Linked DNA regions of Mus musculus: region 2 is linked to region 1. The links are chromatin contacts, called in public promoter capture Hi-C maps. All regions are on one chromosome and are shown on one strand. The core of a region is the stretch at or near the end of the contact, and the rest is flanking DNA. Distances in the headings are between cores, read along the strand shown. Region 1 holds the start of Ap1ar (adaptor-related protein complex 1 associated regulatory protein). Region 2 holds the start of Tet2 (tet methylcytosine dioxygenase 2).

Region 1 (3,392 bases), core at 374-2,873:
GAAGATATCATTTGTAAAATCACTGTTAAAAAAAAAAATACCCAAGGTTCTTACAGAACCCGGGTAATGTACTCCAAAGTCAAATACAAAAACATTGTCTACCGCAGAATTCAAAGCACTCCCTCCCAGAGTTTGACTGTTAAGCCTTCCAAGGAATGATAATAAAGTCAAAGATGTTGTAATGTCCAGTTCTTCCATGAGCCCCTTTCCATAGCTTCACAAACGAGTTCACTCACGAAGTACTTGGAATAACATGATTTTGGATCACAATGCACAACAGCTGTCAAAGTAAAGTACAGAAATCAGGAAAATCAAAATACCAAACTAAGTAGAAATGTTTTAAGTCCATCCCCTCCCATTCTAGGGACGCATAGAGTAACACCTTCACTACTTTGACACACTGCTTAATTAGTGAATCATTTTATAATGCACTCATGACCCAAAGATTCGAATTACAAATCACTTGGTTCCAGTTTGTGTGGGCTGAAAGCTTCCCAATACAAAGCTATTGGCTGAAAATTGGGCACCATGCTTAAGAAAGTTCAAAACAGATATGTTCTTTAGTTAGATTGGCTGGCTTAGATTTTTTGATTCTAGGTTTTAATTCCCGAAAAATGCTTAGGAATAATAAAATCAACATCAATGCTATGTGCCCCCGGGTTTTTTGTTTTGTTTTGTTTTTTCACTATTCTAGGAAATAAAGGTACAACAGTAATCACACAATTTTGCTATTGGATAGAAAAATCTGAAGCATATCCCACTTTCCTCACAAGAGACGTGCTGCTCGGTGACATTTTGGTTAGATTATCGAGCATAAGGGTAGCAATCACAGCATGGTATTCCTCTCCAAAATTCTAAGTTATTGCTATGAAAGGATTCGCATACAGCCGCACCAGTCGCTTCAATGGCCAGTGTGCACTGCGATCCTGCAGCTCTTTACCTAAGAGTTCACCAGAGCCTGGAGCAGAAGTGACTTCTATTTAAAATGCACCTGGGGCATCAACCTTGGGGCCAGATTTTCACCTGTTCTGTCAAGGCCCAAAAGGAAGACCAAACACAGAGACAGAAGCTTTGGCGTTAAGTCAAAGCAGGGTGTGTCCAGGAGGCAGTGCCGGGTGCTTACAGGAGATCGTACCTCCCGAGGTAAGTCCTCAGGGACAGGGAGCCTGCACGGGGGCGGCGGGCACCACCACCACCGCCGATCCCCGGCCGCGCATCCCGGGCATCCCGGGCCTGCGCTGCCGCTTACCCTCCGCCCGCTCGCTGCAGCCGACCCGCTTCCCGGCGGAGCAGCCCGAAGCATTGCGTCCAGCAGCAGTTCCCCATCGCATGCCGCCCGGAGCCGCCGCTCCTCCTCCTGCCCCGAGCGCGAGCCCAGGCGGAGCAGCTGCATCCGCGCCGGCCGGAGCTCGGCAGACGGCGACGCCGGGAACAAAGGCCGCCGCTAGGCCCGCGGGCTCCGGGCTACCGCGGCGCGAGGGACGAGCGCAGGGCCGTGGGGTCCCGGGTCTCCAGCCGTCCGCATGGCCCGCTCGCCACCCGCCCGGCCGCCCGCGCCCGTCACCGCCCCGGCAGCCGCGGGAGGCCCGCGCCGCCACGCCCCCTGCCGCTCCCGGGCTCCCATTGGACACGTTTCTGGCGGCTACCGCTTCCGGCGGCTGGCGCGGGCGTCATTTCCGCTGGATTCCGGCTTGGCTGGCAGCGCCGGGCAGGAGGCGCTGTTCTCGGTTGTAGGTGCTGTGTGCTGAACCTGATCCTAGACGGGGATCTGCTCTCTCTCTCTCTCTCTCTCTCTACGCCACTTCTGGCGCCTTCGTCGCCCGCTGTCAAGCAGTGGGGATCATGCAGCGCATGCTCGAGCGCAAGCTTAGCCTTCGAACTTTGTACCTAGAGCGCACGAGCCTCCCCTTCTGCAGCAGCGGGTCGGAAGTCACCCAACGAGTGCGCTCCAGGATGGCACCAGAGCTAGAGGCAGAGAGGAGGGACTCACTGCCGTTACTTAGAACACACTAAGAGGCTTTTTGTTTTATTTTGTTTTGTTTTGTTTTAATTCTTAAAATATTCTCGTTTGCGGAGCAGCTTATTCTCGTTATACTGCCAGCGGACTGGAGAGACACTGTGCACTCCTAGGCGGATTTTCTTTTATTAAAAACGAAAAGTTCCAGCTTGGGCATGTAGCTCGGTTGGTAGAAGTGTGGTGGAAAAATCTGCAGTCAACAGCACTTGAGAGATGGAAGCAGAGTCATAAATTCAAAGTCAACCTCAGATACACATTAAGTTGGAGGTCAGTCCGGACTGTGTGAGACCCTGTATTTTTATTTTTTATTTTTTAAATTAAAAGTAATTTCAGGTGGAGAAGAGGAGAACCAGAAGAAGTCAGCAAAAGGTCTTGGGTTTTCGGGAGAACAAGCCATTTCTAATTCAAATATAATATTCTAATTCCAAGTTAAGAAGAGCAAGGCTGGGGTAAAGGTCCATGTTCTCAAATGCCACCCTAAAAACCCCCTTTCAGACACCAGGTAGCTTTAAAAGCAGAAGGCAGAAGTATGCCTGGGAGTTGGAGGCCGGCCTGATCTACAGAGCCAGATCCTGGCCAGCCATGTCTATGTAATGAAACCCTGTCTAACCCAACTGGATCCAAGGCATAGTTGTTTCACAAATGCCCAGTTCTGTGGATAACATGCTCCACTGATACCATATATTACAATTTTAACCCACTTTAGTGTGAGTGAAATGGTGACATTGAAAAAAAAAAAAGAAAAGAAAACAGTACTACTAGGAAAACATTCTTTCAACTACTCATTTTGTTGGTTCTTAGCATCAAGGCCAGCCATGATTTCAGTCTTAGCACTTAGTGAACTTGACTCTTTGGTATTCAAGTGGACAAGCCCCACTGCTCATTGGATGCCAGTGAAATGGCTTAATGGTTTCCTAAATTGTCACTGCATTTTCCTCCTCTCTTCCAGTACCTGAAATCAATAATAATAATGTAGCCTTGGAAATGGAACTATAAGTGCGTAAGGAAGCTGGTGCACACAGCCTGTAGATACTACCCAGTGTTGATGAACATGCCTTGAGTGAATGAGTCTGCAGAAACTGATGCTAAACTAAAGTCTGTAAAGCTTACATATTGCACAACTACACTTACAGGAACGTTTTAAAAAGGCAAAGTGATACAAATGACAAGCACAGCAAAGGGCTCCCAGGGGATAAGAAGTGGATCCATGGTAGAAAGTCTGTATTTGGGCTCTATGGATATCATCATGCCCGAGTTTGTGGTACTGTCCTGTGGCTTTGTCAGACACTACTATTGAGGGAAAGTAATGTAAGATATAATGGTGATAATAATAAATAATACATTATCTTACTTCTTTTAAAAAGGTCTGTGTGTG
Region 2 (3,392 bases), core at 512-3,011, 5.7 Mb after region 1:
AATACCCACAGTCTTAAACCAAACCAATATATTTTCTCTGTGAATCCCAACTTCCCGTACATGTAATCTTATCCTTATGATGGTTCTTTGCTGATGAATTCTGAGTATGAATTTTAGCATTATAATCCTAATTAGAGCAAAGTACAGTATGTGACTTGTGATTTTTAAATCTACAGATTTATTCTGCTCCCCAGATAGACAAACACCACAACATTTTGCTAAATTTTAAGCAAACAACTTGGGAAAAACAACAAAACAAACAAACAAACAAACCTAATTCTATTCCAAAAATTGCTCAAAGCAAACAAAATCTATCAATTAAGCCATTAACAAGCAAGTATCATGTCTTTTAACAGGACCTTCTCAAGAGTCTGGCCAGGCCTCACTTGGTTTCGCCAAACGTAGAAAACTCTCCATAGAAGAAACCCTATAAGCTTTCTAACAGTTAGCAAGCAGGTCTAGGGAAGAGAGTCAAGCTCTGAGTGAAGAGTGAGGAGGGGTGTTTGTGAACGACCAAATAAAAGAGTGAGTGCCAGAGTGAAGGAAATTTGGGATGGGACTTGTTAGAGATCTTCTCTGGGATTGGGTTTCATTTCTTCGGGCGCCCCTGACCTTGCCTTCTCCAACTCCAAACGCTTCGCCCGCCCCCTCCCCCGGCCTGCGCCTGCCTTTGTGTGTGCCTGTCACTTAAGGGGAACAGAACGAGCTGATTCGGGGGCAGCACAAAGCCAACACACAGATTTGCACAGATTCTCTTACACACATTTCCCAAACTGGAAGGCACAGCCCACTCTGAGCTTGTGAACCTTGAGAAAAGTGGGTTCTGGTCTTGTTTCAGGGAGCAGAGAAACTATTCTTTCCCCTCTCACTTAGCGCCAATAACAAAACGCGAGGACTCAAGAGAAAAAAAGAAAGAATGGAAAAAAAAAAAAAAGCCCTCCACGTAGTGGATCCTGAATCTACACACTGTGACATCTGTCTAGTGTAGTCCACGAGGGGACAAACGTGTTGGAAGCCAGAGACACAAACCCAGAACAGGACCCAAACAAGCACTACTGGAGATAAAAGAGTCAAACACACCGGGTCAGTGTTCTTTCCGGGGTGTCTGAGGATGAACTAGGGGCTCCCTGGACTTATACTAAGAACAGGGGAGAGGAGGATCAAAAGAGAAAGTGGTGGTCCCCAAAGATGAACTCTTTCAGGAAGGCAGCCCCAAGAAAACACTCACTTTCCTGAGACTAAAAGGCCAGAAGAGCGGCTGGTGGGAGGTACAAAGGTAAGTTTTCTGGGTACAGAGGGGAGACACGCATTAGCAGGAAGAAGGGACCACAGAAGTGCAGGTCGCAGGAGAAGGGGGTGCTGAATTAAAACTATATTTGTCAGCCATGTTGAAGAAGCTCCTGTAATTTGTGAGGCTTCCCTCTTCCCTCTTAGTATTTGTGGGTGACATGACAGTCCCCGCAAGGCCGAGAGAAAGAGAGGGAGATTGGAAAGGGACCATTCCGCAGCCGTCAAGAGCGAGGAAAGAAAGAGAGAGAGAGAGAGACAGGCGCGGACCTCAGCGCTCTGACCTGGTTCTGGTCCCTCAGCCTCGCAGTCCACCGCCGTCGCAGCCGGGTCTCCTTTCTAACAAATCCTACAGGGCAGCCATCTTGCTTCCTTCTGCTCCTCTACGAAAGCAGCCTCGCCTCCGCATCAATATTCATAAGGCAGTTTGACGTCTGTTCTCTAGGCTCGGCGGGGCCGGCTCTCAGGCGGCCGCCGAGGGGGCGGACGTGACTGGCATGCGAGCGGAGCGGGCGCGAGCGCGGGAGCGGGCCGTGCGCTCGCTCCCTCGCGGAGGCGCGGCGGGACCCGGGGCCGTGCGCTCGCTCCCTCGCGGGGACGCGGCGGGACCCGGGGCCGTGTGCTCGCTCCCTCGCGGAGGCGCGGCGGGACCCGGGGCCGTGCGTTCGCTCCCTCGCGGGGACGCGGCGGGACCCGGGGCCGTGCGCTCGCTCCCTCGCGGGGGCGCGGCGAGTCCCGGCTGCGCGCTCACTCCCTCGCGGGGGGCTAGGGGACCTCCTCTGCTCGGCTCCTCCCCGGCCTTTCCTGAGCCCCGGGTGCCGCCGGCCGCACACCCACGCGTGGGCGGCCTCCGCGCCTCTGTCTCCCGCGGGGGCCGCGTAGGCACTTGGAAACTCTGCGCCCTCCTGCGCGCTCCAGGGGCCCCTGGCTCCCCGCGCTCCCGCTGCCAGCACCTCACCAGTCGTCTCCCCACTCGCCCCCACACCCTGCCACCCCCTTCCCTGTCGCCCAGCCAAGCCGCTCCCCATTTCCCCAAAGGCCGTGCCGGGAGAGCTAGAGGGGCCTGGGCGCTAAAGTCTCCACTCTGCAGCAATCCGGCGGCGCCGGGGCTCTCCCCGCCCAGGCCCACCTTCTGTTTACTTTGGCCACGTGGGCCGCGCAGGGGGTGCTGTCTCGCAGAGCCCAGAGGAGCGGTGTCACCGAGCCCCTGCTTGTCACTCGAAAGAATTAAGCCAGCAGTTTCTAATGTTCAAGGCGCCCCCGTAAGTTCCTCTATTTTGCACAAATTTCCACTCCGTACGGTAAAGTAATGAAGAAACCGCCTTGTGGGAAGCTGAATTCCGAACAAGCAGAGAGCGCTCAGTTTTCCCTGAAGTTCAAGGCTTGTGCGCACCAGCTCTTCTGCTGGCACTTCCGTTTTTTAAACTTACATTTTAAATGTTCCTTTTGGTAATTATTAACTTTTGAAGATGAGATCGAGGCAAATTCATAGGAATCATGAGACAGTAGTTTAGGAAATTTGTGCTCACACATCCACCCACCCTCCTCCTGTCTTCAAGTTTTCAGTCACTGAATGTTACGTTTTAATAGGTAATCTGGGAACCTCTTCTGTGGGATCGGTTGCGTTCACAGCAACCTTAAGTCTACTTTAACACTATTATATTGTCTGTAATGCACCCTTTCTTTGTGTGTGTGTGTGGGTGGGTGTTCTTTAGAAATGAGGCCTGGAACCAACTAACTCTCTCTCTAACTCTCTCTCTCTCTCTCTCTCTCTCTCTCTCTCTCTCACACACACACACACACACACACACACACACACCACATAAATTTTGAAAAGAAAGAGCAGACCTGCAATCACAGCATTTAGAAGTCTGAGGCAGTAGGATGTCTGACAGTTTGAATTTAGCTGGGTATTGTAGTTAGATTGTTTCAAGAAGAAAGGAAGGAAAAGAAAGGAGAGAGAGAGAAAAGAAGGAGGAGGAGGAGGAAGAAGAAGGAAGGAAGGAAGGAAGGAAGGAAGGAAGGAAGGAAGGAAGAAGAAGAAGCAAATAGCCATAACATTTTCCCTTAATTTCATGAAATGTAAACACTTCCTCTTTGTAAAA

What was found. Promoter capture Hi-C pulls out the DNA fragments that hold promoters and counts their contacts.
Region 2: a promoter capture Hi-C map of liver shows a contact between it and region 1, with 5 times the contacts expected there. The contact joins the promoter of Tet2 here to the promoter of Ap1ar in region 1. A contact is called at or near these places in 1 of 39 promoter capture datasets (liver) and 1 of 484 Hi-C or Micro-C datasets (CD4 T cells).

What each region holds. Positions count from the first base shown.
Region 1 is chr3:127,835,900-127,839,291 of GRCm38.p6, forward strand. It overlaps Ap1ar (adaptor-related protein complex 1 associated regulatory protein), which reads right to left and starts at 1,624. Exons shown (of 10, transcript NM_145964.3): 1 at 1,250-1,624. The coding sequence starts at 1,326. Gm43653 (a long non-coding RNA gene) reads left to right here and starts at 1,598. Exons shown (of 2, transcript XR_003954551.1): 1 at 1,598-2,284; 2 at 2,967-3,392.
Region 2 is chr3:133,542,629-133,546,020 of GRCm38.p6, forward strand. It overlaps Tet2 (tet methylcytosine dioxygenase 2), which reads right to left and starts at 1,762. Exons shown (of 11, transcript NM_001040400.2): 1 at 1,572-1,762.